Regions from separate parts of the Sus scrofa genome. Here region 2 is linked to region 1. Evidence: chromatin contacts called from public Hi-C data. All regions are on one chromosome and are shown on one strand. The core of a region is the stretch at or near the end of the contact, and the rest is flanking DNA. Distances in the headings are between cores, read along the strand shown.

Region 1 (5,426 bases), core at 1,916-4,415:
CAAGGTCCGATGATATTGGGGCCCAAGGGTGAATCCAAGTGTACGGGACAGGAGAAGGTGCCTTTGGGCAGCTGGCAGTGCCTCACAGACCTGGCCCCTCGAGTGGAATCCGCAAGGCAAACAAGCACCTTCTTCCAGGTGTGGCGAGACCCACCTCCCTGGCTCTGGGAGGCGGCCCAAGGAGCCCCCAGGCTGGGTGGTTCTGCCCGTGCTCCAGCCCTGCCTGGCACCAGCCCTCCCCTGCTTTGGGGTCACGGAGCTGCCAGCCATGCTGAGGCAGGTGCGGACAGCCCAATGATGCGACCGCGTGAGTCCCAAGTTGACAGCTTTAATCCAGCAGGCCTTAGCCCTGGGGGGAAGGGCGGCCAGGAGGAGGGCTTCCATCCCCCGTTGGTGGAGTCCCCCCAGCCCCACCCCAGCCATGTGGGCAGGCAGGAGGGGCCCCGCCTTCTGGCCGGCCACCGACATCCTGGTAGGAGGAGGAAAGCAGGGGCTGTGACCCAGGCTTTCCCGTCCTTCCATCGCCCCGGTTAAAACGGTGAACGCACGTCAAGCCCCCGACCCGCCCCTATTCACGGCCAAGTTCCAGCTCAGCTCCTTTCCTCCTCCTGGGGCTCTGTTCCCAGAAGGTCTCAGGGTGTGGCTCGGTCTGGGGCCCGGCAAGAAGAGGACCCTGCCCGCCCCCCGGGCCACACGGAGGTCCAGAGGGAGGCGCCCCTGAGGGATGGCAGAGACACCACGGCCGGCTCTTCAGGCTCCTGGGTAGGAGGGCTGGGGGGGCACGTAGGGGGGTGGAGCTGCAAGCCAAGGAGACAGGGTGGGGGTCAGGGTGCACAGGAGGGCAGGCCTGGAAGTCTGGGGCAGGCACGCGAGACAGAGGTGCGGGCGTGGGGCGAGAGTTCAGGCTGGCTTACCTGCAGGGTTGTAGACAGGGGGCCCCGCCGGGTAGAGCGGATACTGGGGCGCAGGAGCACTAGGCGGGTACATGAAGCCAGGCTGGGGGGGTACAGGGCCGGCTTTGGGGTCCTGGGTGTACGGGTACACTGGTTGCACTGGGATGCCTGTCATTGGAATCTCCTGGCCTGGGTGGGGGACAAGGAGCCGCACTTAGAATGCCACCTCCATGGGAAGCAGGGCCGGCCCAGCCAACTCTGCTCCGAGACCTTGCTGAGCAGAGCCAGCGGGTTGCCTGCAGGTAGCCCAGAGGGTCAATTGCAGTCAGCACTTTGCTCCCCTCAGCTGGGCTTTGGGGACCTCGAGGGCTGGGGGCACAGCCTGGGGAAGGTGCTATCTGGGCAAGGAGACGGCAGCTGGGGGCTGGAATCCTGCAGCTTAGCAAGCCTGCCCCCAGGGGGCCTCTGGCATGGACCCCTGCCCAGCAGGTTTAGGCATAGGCGCAGCCACACGCCCTTTGCACACCCAGCCCATCCACGCGCTCACACTCCAGCCCCCGCACACACGCTTCCTGAGAGTCCCACAAGCCTGTGCACACACTCGCTGCCTCCAGACAACACAGGCACACACGGGTACAGTGTTCACACGTGCCCCTGCACGTTCCTGTGTATGGGTGACAAGCTGGCAGGTGGTGAGTCCAGGACACAGAATCACGTCTCCTGGAGCTCCAGTGTCCACCCGGGGGCTCAGCAGGCCTGTCTGGGGCGCACCTGCCCAGCCCCGCACCTACCTTCAAAAGGGCTCTGCAGCTGCTGGCGCCGGCGGTACAGGTAGCAGCAGGAGCAGAGGAAGCAGCAGATGGTGGTGGCGACCACAGCCACGAAGAGGATCACGGCAGAAGCGATGCCTGCTATGGTCTTGGGGCTTTAGACAGAGAAGCGTGCCTCACCTTCCAAGCCTCAAGCAGAAAGTCCTCACAGGGTGACCTGAAAGCTGTGCTTGGACTCCTGGCCAGCAGGGGGCCACAGAGAGCTGAGATTTGGGGTTCCTGGTGGGCTCTGCGGAACCCCGCAGGGGATCTTAGGGAACCACGCTTCCCGGAAGGCCAGGCGCCTGCTGGCCAGCGAGTGGCCTCTGGGGATTTGCAGTGGGCGCCCTACGGCAGCAACTTAACCGGTTAGACTTCTGACCGTGAGCCCTGCAAGTCCCCTGGGCAATGATCCAGAGCTGTTTTTTAAAATCCCACTGCAATGGGTCTTCTTGTACCTGTTTTATATGTCAGCAGGCCCCTTCAAAAAGACGCTGGAAAACCACTAACTGTGGCACCCCCCGCCCCCCGTCCCGGCCTGGTTTCAATGAAGAGGAAAGTGACCCACCCAGGACGTGTCTTCTGCAAGACCACGCAGCTAGTGAGGCATGAGACTGGGTCTCCTGCCTTCCTGGCAGAACGACACCGGCCCTGGCGCTGACCCTGCACCCTCCCTCTGCAGCCAGGGCAGGGCCAAGGGGAGGGCTCAGCCCCACCAGCACTTGACGTGTTTACTAACGGCCCCTCCTGGAATTCCCAAGCTGGACACTCAAGATTCGCCTTGTCCCCTAGCCGGAGCCTGGGTCTGGGCTAAGAATGTGGAGGTGGACAAGGAGGGGAGGAGCCCACCTGAAGGCCAGGCAGTGCTTCTGCTGCCTCTCGGTGATGAGCAAGGTCGGGTCTCTGCAGCAGTAGCGCTGGTAGCAGGTCCCGCAGCAGAAGGTTGAGAACTCGCAGTTAAAGCCCGGCTGCCAGGAGCCATTCCGATCCACGTACCAGAGGCAGTCCTCGCCGGCTAGCGCTGCAGACAGGGGTGCGGGTGCCCAGTGGCCACCGGGCCGGGTCTCTGGCTGCCCCCCTCCCGCGCGCCCTACTCTCACCACCCGAAGGTCTGCCCTGGTCCCTGAGCCCAGAGGCCTCTGCCTGGAGCGGCCCCCCCGGGGTCAGCCCACTCTTGCCCTCCTCTCCCACGGACCCCGCCACGCCCGGGCACCGCCTCCTCCAGGGCCTCCCCCGCGCGCGCCACGCCCGCGGCCCCCGGCCCTTACCCAGGGGCGCCCCCAGCACCAGGAGCGCGATCACCGCGAGCGGCGCGGCCCCGCGGAGCCCCGCGGGCGGCATAGCGGGGCGCGTGGAGCGGCCGCCGGGCGCGCAGGACAACGCCGGCCGCCCAGCTCCGCGGGGCCAGCGCGCCCGCCCGGCTCCTCCCCGCCTCCTCGGGGCGGGCTCGGCTGGTCCTCGGTGATCTGTCCCCGCGCCCCGCCCGTCCGGGGTCCACGCCGGCCACGCCCCTGGCCACGCCCCGCGCGGGCTCCCGCGACCAAGCGGCTGGGCACAGTGGGGGCCCGCCGGGCCTGGGCCCGCCCCCTGCCTCGGCCCAATCAGCGTTCTGGGCCCCAGAAGCCCTGATCCTGGTGCCATCTCCGAAAGCCCAGGCACAGGGGCCGACCCGGACCTTCCCTGTGCGGGACCACTTCTGCCCCAGTGTCCAGCCGAAGACGTCCTGCGGCGGCGGGGAGGAGCAGGAGGAGGCCCGGAGCACCCTGCCCCCACCGCGGAACACAGGCGCCCATTGAGAGGCGGCTCAGAGCAGCTTTGTCCCCGTCGAGCCCACAGGCCTGGACCCTGCCAGCTGCATTGGCTCCCTGAGCGGCCCCTTCCCCCTCCGAGTGGTCAGCGCTGGCATGCGCCAGCCTATGGCCTCACGCTTCCGGGTGGCTGGCCGCTGGGGCCACCTGGGACCCATCCAGTCAGACGGCCTTGAGAGTGAAAACCCCTTTCTTCTAGAGCAGCCCCGCAGAGATGCTGCAGGAAAGCAGGGCAGAGCAAGGGCCAGAGTTCCTTACAGCGAGACCTCTTTCAGTCTCCTGCTAAGTTTGTACTGTGTGTTGGTGGCCAGGCCCCTACTGCAGGGCCACACGGACCGGGAACATGCAGGGGACCAAAATTTTCTGGGGAGAAAATCCATAGCCTCCCTTAGCCCTCAGGGTGCTTGGACATGTCCCTCATTTGCGGTTCCCCACAATCCCATGAGCTAAACCAGGTTCACTGGTGTTGCCAGTCCCTTTTATAGACAGAGAAACTAGGACTCAAGGAAGTTATTAAAGTGTCCAGGTGACAGAGGCAGTGAGTGGCGGAGGCATGCTAAATCCAAGTGACTTCCCCCACCTCATGAGAGAAGCTATCTGCAAACGATATATGCTATACGAGGCTAATATCCAAAATACATAAAGAGCACATACGATTCAACGTCAAACAAACAATCTGATTAGAAATGGGCAGAGGGGAGTTCCCGTTGTGGCTCAGTGGTAACAAACTTGACTAGTCTCCATGAGGATGTGGGTTTGATCCCTGGCCTCAACTCGGTGGGTTAAGGATCCAGCATTGCCATGAGCTGTAGTGGGTCTCAGATACAGCTCGGATCTGGGGCTGCTGTGGCTGTGGTGAGACCAGTGACTACAGCTCCGATTCAACCCCTAGCCTGGGAACCTCCGTCTGCTGCGGGTGTGGCCCTAAAAAGACAAAAAGAAAGGAAAGAAAGAAAGAAAGAAAGAAAGAAAGAAAGAAAGAAAGAAAGAAAGAAAGAAAGAAAGAAAGAAAGAAAGAAAGAAAGATGGGCAGAGGATCTAGGGAGCTTCCTGGTGGCTCAGTGGGCTAAGGGTCCGGGGTTGTGACTGCTGTGGCTCAGGTCCCTGCTATGGCCCTGGAATTTCCACATGCTGTGGGCGGGGACAAAAGAGAAAAGGGCAGAGGATCTGAATAGACATTTTTCCAAAGAAGACACACAGACAGATGAAAAGATGCTGGGCGTCACTAATCATCCCAGAAATGCCAGCAAAACCCCAAAGAGATGTCGCCTCACACCCATCAGAATGGCTATCATCGAAAAGAGGACAGCAGTTCCGGCGCTGGCCCCGAACACGGCCACACGGACCTGGCACACTCTCCCTGGGGGCCTGGACTGTGATGACAATAACACTAGCAGCTATAACTCTGCAAGTGAGTTGGCCCCACTGTGCAGATGGAGTTGGGTTGGAGGAAGTTAATTCCAGCTCCCAGGGCCAGGATTTGGAATGGGACTTTTGTGACTTCAAAGCCGCCTCCTGCCTCTCCTCAAACAGGTCAGAAGTGCCCGTGCTGGGCCTGGCATGGAGCGCGTCCTCAGGAATCGCTGGTGCCCTGCCCTCAGCCCCACAGGATGTGTGGGAAGGAAGGTAGGTCCGGGGTGGGGGTAGGGAGCAGGTGGAGGGGGGGCGCTGGCTGTGCCTGTGACCCGGTTTGGGCCTGGCCTGGGCGGTGTGGGAGTGCTCTGCTGAGTCATTCCTGCTGCGACCAGTGACCAGCCCAGGCCTCCTCCAGCCTCTTTGATGCTCCTCTTCAAATCAGAGCAGCCTGCCCAGGCCCCCGCATGCCCCAGGGTCTGCCCACCCGGCTGCCAGGCCATTCTGAGATCAGAGTAACCACCTTCCCTCGTCCTCTTGGCCACTGGTCGTCCCTTCAGCAG
Region 2 (5,426 bases), core at 2,103-4,602, 49 kb after region 1:
AAGCTTTGCTGGGTTTCCCTCTGCTTCTGAGTGACAAGGGAAACAACGAACACAGGGACTCACGAAAATCATTCCGGGACACCAGGCTGATGAGCGCCATCTATCCTCACCCTTTTATTTTTTGTCTTTTTGCCATTTTCTTGGGCTGCTCCCGCGGCATATGGAGGTTCCCAGGCCAGGGGTCGAATCGGAGTTGCAGCCGCCAGCCCACACCAGAGCCACAGCAACGCAGGATCTGAGCCGCATCTGCAACCTACACCACAGCTCATGGCAACGCCGGATCCTTAACCCACTGAGCAAGGCCAGAGATCGAACCCGCAACCTCATGGTTCCTAGTCAGATTCATTAACCACTGCGCCTCGACGGGAACGCCTGTCCTCACCCTTTTAAACCTGACCCACCAATGGAGTCAGGTGGGTCTCTCACATACACGTATTTCCTGGGCTTAAGAGAACAGGCCCCATTCTGAAAAACATGATAACTGCATACAGGCAAGTTATTTCTTGGAAAACATCAGCTGGCAGACTGAGTAACCGACCAGGATGTACTCTGGGCTCCAGCACCTCAATTTCTAAGATAACTGCTTCTCAAAATCTGCTCTGCCCCAGAATCTGGTCAGAGTAGGTCACCCTCGCCTGTCTGTCCGCTGAACAGGCAGCTGATAACTGACCTGTGTCTTTCCCCCAAAAAAAACCAAATTAGAGATTGTTCCACATAATCTCCAAGACCAGGGGTCAGCACCTGACAGCTGAGGAGGTAGCACACCCGTGTCTGTCAAGGGAACGTACTGGTTAATCTTAAGGATCAGTTGGGACCAATCTCATCTGTAAGGTAACGAGAAATGGCTCGTGAAGACAGTATGGCAAGTTCCTGTGTAGGGCAGTGGGATGAGGATCTGGTGTTGCCACAGCTGGAGCACAGGCTGCAGCTGCGGTACAGGTTCAATCTCTGGCCCAGGAACTGCCACATGCCACAACAGCAGCCAAAAAATCCCCACGGTTATTCGAGAGGACAGAGGGACTGTAAACAAGCAGATTTGGCTGTCATCCAACCTTGGGCTTCATGAAACCAAAAAAGGATCAAAAGAACACAAATAGTAATAGACACCAACTCCCAGATGTCTTGTTAACTTCAAGTGTGAAGGAAGTGTGCTTCCTAGGACCAGAAAGCAAGGTTTCTTCTACTGGATAAAACTCAAATGTGAAGCAACTCCAAACAGTGGAAAAGGTTCATTCATTTGCAAGAATGGCTTCTGACCTTGGCCGGCAGGGCGTACCAACAGAGCAACACCCTGCCAGTTTCATCGGGCCAGGCGACTGGCTAAGCCTGGCCAGGAAGCCAGCTGCTTTATTTCCACAAAAGGAGGGCAATGATTAGCAAAGAAGCCCACCACGCTAAGGAGATGCATGAGATTCAAACGGACTACAACAGAGGAGGTACCCAGGACTTAATGGGCAAAGACAATCTGTTAAAGGCCACAAGAGGAACAGAGAAAAGCAAGGTACTGAATCTGAGGAATGGATCGCCATTCTCCATCTCAAAGAGAGGTTACCGAAAGGCATGAATTTCTACAGTTTTTATTTATTTTTTATTTTATTTTTTTGCTTTATGGCCACACCTACAGCATATGGAGGTTCCCAGGCTAGGGGTCAAATCGGAGCTACAGCTGCCGGCCTGCACCACAGCTCATGGCAATGCTGTGATCCCTGACCCACTGGGAGAGGCCAGGGATCGAACCTGCATCCTCATGGATACTAGCTAGATTCATTTCCGCTGCACCACAATGGGAACACCCAGTTTTTAAATAAAAAGAAGGAATTAGGCTATTTAGAAACACAAACCACCTCCAAAGGGTCCCAAATACCACATTCAACTCCAAAAACTTGATTCAACCTTGCAGGTCATACCCTAAACCTTCAACTTTATGCAAGCAATAACTTGAATGTGATGAGGTTCCTCTGCTTTGTCACTTCATACTCAAGGGAGACAGATTGTGAATAAAGGAATTTTACCCAGGAGGCTATAATAACTCCCACAGATCAACCTATGCATGGCTCCCAGAGAGCTTTCTTCTATCCCGAGGTTGCTCCTCTTGCAGTGTCTGACATTTTCCAGAACAATGACAGCTCCAACTAGGCCTTCAAAAACCGGGTCCCTAACCTGTTGGATCCCAAATCTCTAAGTATTTCCAAGAGAAGTGACTTAGTTTTCAATGGTGCTCCATGTCGTGGGAGGACGTTACATTTAAAGGAAAGCTGTTTTAAGTCTTTTTCAACAAAAACCCTAAGTCCAGTAGGAGGGCCACTGCGAGGTTCTGAGAGTGCCTGGTCAGACCACCGGCAATTTGAGTGCTGGTGGAACCTCCCTGCTGAGCTGGGGGAGCGGAGCCCCGACGGACCAGACGCATTTCTGACATAAAGCCCGAGAGGATTTCTCTCCTCTGGGTTCAGGATCAAACTGCCCGTGTAGCAAGGCTCCCCCGGGCCTGGGGAAGGCCCGCTGGGCAGGAACTGACAGGCGACCTCAAGCCAGAGGCTCGTTCTTTCCTCCATCATTCTCAAGCCTATACTAGGAGGATGCGGACAAAGACTCAAAGACAAAGGATGATCAGCTTCCCCGAGCAGTGCCAACCACTCCGAAAAGCCCCGGGGAGCGCGCGGGAGGGGAGGCGGCCGCACAGGCGTCTGACTGATTCCCGGGGAGGCGCGCGGAGGCGCGGTCCCGCCAGGTCTCCGGCCCACGGCCGCGGCCTCAACCCCGCCGCCCGCTCGCCCAGCCCCGCGCTCCCGGCCGAGAGCGAGCCCGGGCCCGCGCTCAGCGCGCCTGCCCCGGACCCTCCGCGCCGCCGCCCAGGGTCCTCCCGGAGCCTCCCTCCCTGGACCCTCCCTCCGTGGGGCCCTCCCTCCGGGACCCTCCCGCCCCGGATCCTCCCTCCCCGGCCGGCCTCTCCAGGACCCTCCACGCCGCCGCCCAGGCGCCTCCCTCCCGGGGGGACCTTCCCTCCCGGGAGAACCCTCCTTCCCCACCGGCCTCCCTGACTAGCCTCCCCAGGACCCTCCCTCCCCAGCCTGCGGTCAGCGCGGCCCAGGTCAGCCGCCCTCGCGACGACCCGCCTCACTCACCCTCTGTCACCTCCAGCACTTTGATCTGCTCCTCGGCGGCCGCCCGCACTTCCTGCACCGGAGACAGGATCCCGGTGAGCGTATCCACCAGCGCCTCTTTCAGCCCTTGGGCCACCGGCCCCGGCAGCCCCGAGGCCGCGCCAGCCGCCGCCGCCGCCGCCATCTTTCTCCCGCCGCGCGCCAGCCCCGCGGCCCGACCCGCCGCCGCCGGACGGCTCCCGCGCGCGGCCAATCCGCGAAGCCGCGCCTGCGCACAGGCCGGGCGGGCGCGCGAGGGGCGGGGCAGCGGCATGAGCCTCCCGAGACAGCGCCGCCTGCGGTGGAGACAAGAACTGCAGCGCCTCAGCGGGAAGCCTGTCGAGTGAGCCCCCGCGAGGTGCGGGCTCCCCGACGGCCGCAGACAGCGCGTGGGCAGCCTTGGCCGCAGCTCAGGCCAAGACCTGTACCTCCTCTTGCACGGATCCTTTCGGGGTGAGATGCTGCGTTAGGAGAGGGTGGGATGGGAATGAGTGGACAAGGCTTTAGGGAGGGGGTTGGAAGCCGACCTCTTTCCCCCCACAACTAATGAGTCTCTTAATCTCAGATCCTTAAGCGACTGAGCGAGGCCCGGATGGAACATGCATCCTCAGAGAGACCATGTTGGGTCCTTAACCCACTGAGCCACCACAGGGAACTCATCGCAGTTTCAGGAATCCAAAGGGCAGGGAAAGAATCTGAAGTGGGCTGGGCAGAGGGGAGCGGTCATCTTGCAGAGGCCGGGTCCATGGTTTTTCCAGCCAGGTGAGCCTAACCTCATGGTCAGATAGTCGCTGGCCAGGAGAGAGACCTGCGTCGGTAAGGCTGTCCCCTCCAGAGAAAGTACTTATCTGACTATTGGAGAATAAGTCCCATGTGCTGAGAAAGTGTAAATTTTTTCTCCAGGTGAGTTACCACTGGACCTTTAAAGGGTGGAGAGTGAATGCAATGCTTGCCGTGGTAGAAGGATGGTACCATTGTTGGGGTGGGAGGTTCAGACCAAACAGGACAGATGTTTCATAATAAGCTGTTCAGGTTGAATGCCTTAAAATGGTTTCTAGGGATCATGACTTGTTCCTAAGTGGCAAAGAGGACCAGGTAGCCACTCTTAGCCCAGTTCTAAGACCGTGGATGCTAAGCTGTCAACAATCAGGGATCAGGTCACTTCATCTGAGTATTCTTCTGAAAGAATGATTCCTCTCGTGTTTGTCTGTACGTGCAGTATACAAAAGTTCCTGGGCCAGGGGTCAAAAATCTGAGCCACAGCAGTGACAGTGCTGGCTCCTTAACCTGCTAGGCCACCAGGGAACTTTTCCTTGATTGCTTATTTCAGGGAGAGCTCTGAACTATTTGCCACCTCCCTGATAGAGGGCAGAGCTGGGTTGGGTCCCCATAGCAGTTTCCTAGGGGAAAGATTGCCTCCTGGACCCCAAAGTTTCACAGTGGGGAAGAGTAGGATTTGTCATTTTCCTTCTTTGAGTGGCCAGGAGAAGCAGAACTCCATTAGAATGAACAGCCTCTTTTCTCCTAGGTTGATTCACTTTTCCCCCAGGTCCAGAAGGTGGTATGTTTTCTAACACCATGGCCATGAAGGAAGGACTTCTGGGCTGGATGTTTTGCATTCTGGTGAAGGATGCTGGGTCTGTGCAGGCAAGACCCTCCCCCCCACACACACAAACATACCCACAACCAAAGGGGCCCAGAGACTCCTGCTTAGGGTTGGAGGGTCAGCCATCAACAGGCAGGTGGGTCTCACCTCTGGATTAGCCAAATGATCTTCCAGAGCAAGGAAAGGCCAAAAGACCAGTAGAGACAGACACCAGAGAGGGAGTGAGAGAGTGCCAGCAGACAACACAGGAGATAACTTTATTGAAATGCAATGGCGTTGAACAGGTGACTCTGGCTGGGGAGACACATGCCTGGTGGACAGAGAGCCTCGACGAGGGGCCTTTGGCAGTGACGGGAGAAAGGCTTCTTCCGCTGGCCCTGGCATGGATTTAAGGATCAGCCAATTTCTTGTTCAGGCAAATCACCGAGGGGGCGGCCCAGTTCTTTGATGATGGTTACAGCAACTGTGTACAACGGCTCGCTTTCTCCACGCTGGGTGTCAAGGGGAAGGGCCCGTGGTACAAAACCGAAACACACAGACACAACACACAGATCCTGGTTTGGGGCTTTGCGCCCAATAAATTAAAAAATATATATATATTGCAAAGATTCCTGCCTGCCTTCCACCGGAGGACCGGCGGGCCTTCGGAAACAAAGCCACCATCACACAGACAGCACTGC

Evidence for each region. Hi-C and Micro-C count contacts between places; a contact is called where the count stands out from the background.
Region 2: a Hi-C map of skeletal muscle shows a contact between it and region 1, with 3 times the contacts expected there. The contact joins the promoter of IPO9 here to the promoter of SHISA4 in region 1. A contact is called at or near these places in 4 of 5 promoter capture datasets (fetal liver, fetal skeletal muscle and liver), 21 of 47 Hi-C or Micro-C datasets (alveolar macrophages, blood, brain and 12 more) and 2 of 2 datasets of contacts at active chromatin or transcription factors (alveolar macrophages and skeletal muscle).

What each region holds. Positions count from the first base shown.
Region 1 is chr10:24,156,387-24,161,812 of Sscrofa11.1, reverse strand. It overlaps SHISA4 (protein shisa-4), which reads right to left and starts at 3,165. Exons shown (of 5, transcript XM_021064525.1): 1 at 2,971-3,165; 2 at 2,552-2,723; 3 at 1,685-1,818; 4 at 915-1,082; 5 at 309-797. The coding sequence starts at 3,043. The coding sequence ends at 751. LOC110255659 (a long non-coding RNA gene) reads left to right here and starts at 4,614. Exons shown (of 3, transcript XR_002336278.1): 1 at 4,614-4,921; 2 at 5,044-5,136.
Region 2 is chr10:24,108,052-24,113,477 of Sscrofa11.1, reverse strand. It overlaps IPO9 (importin-9), which reads right to left and starts at 3,352. Exons shown (of 24, transcript XM_021064520.1): 1 at 3,123-3,352. The coding sequence starts at 3,285.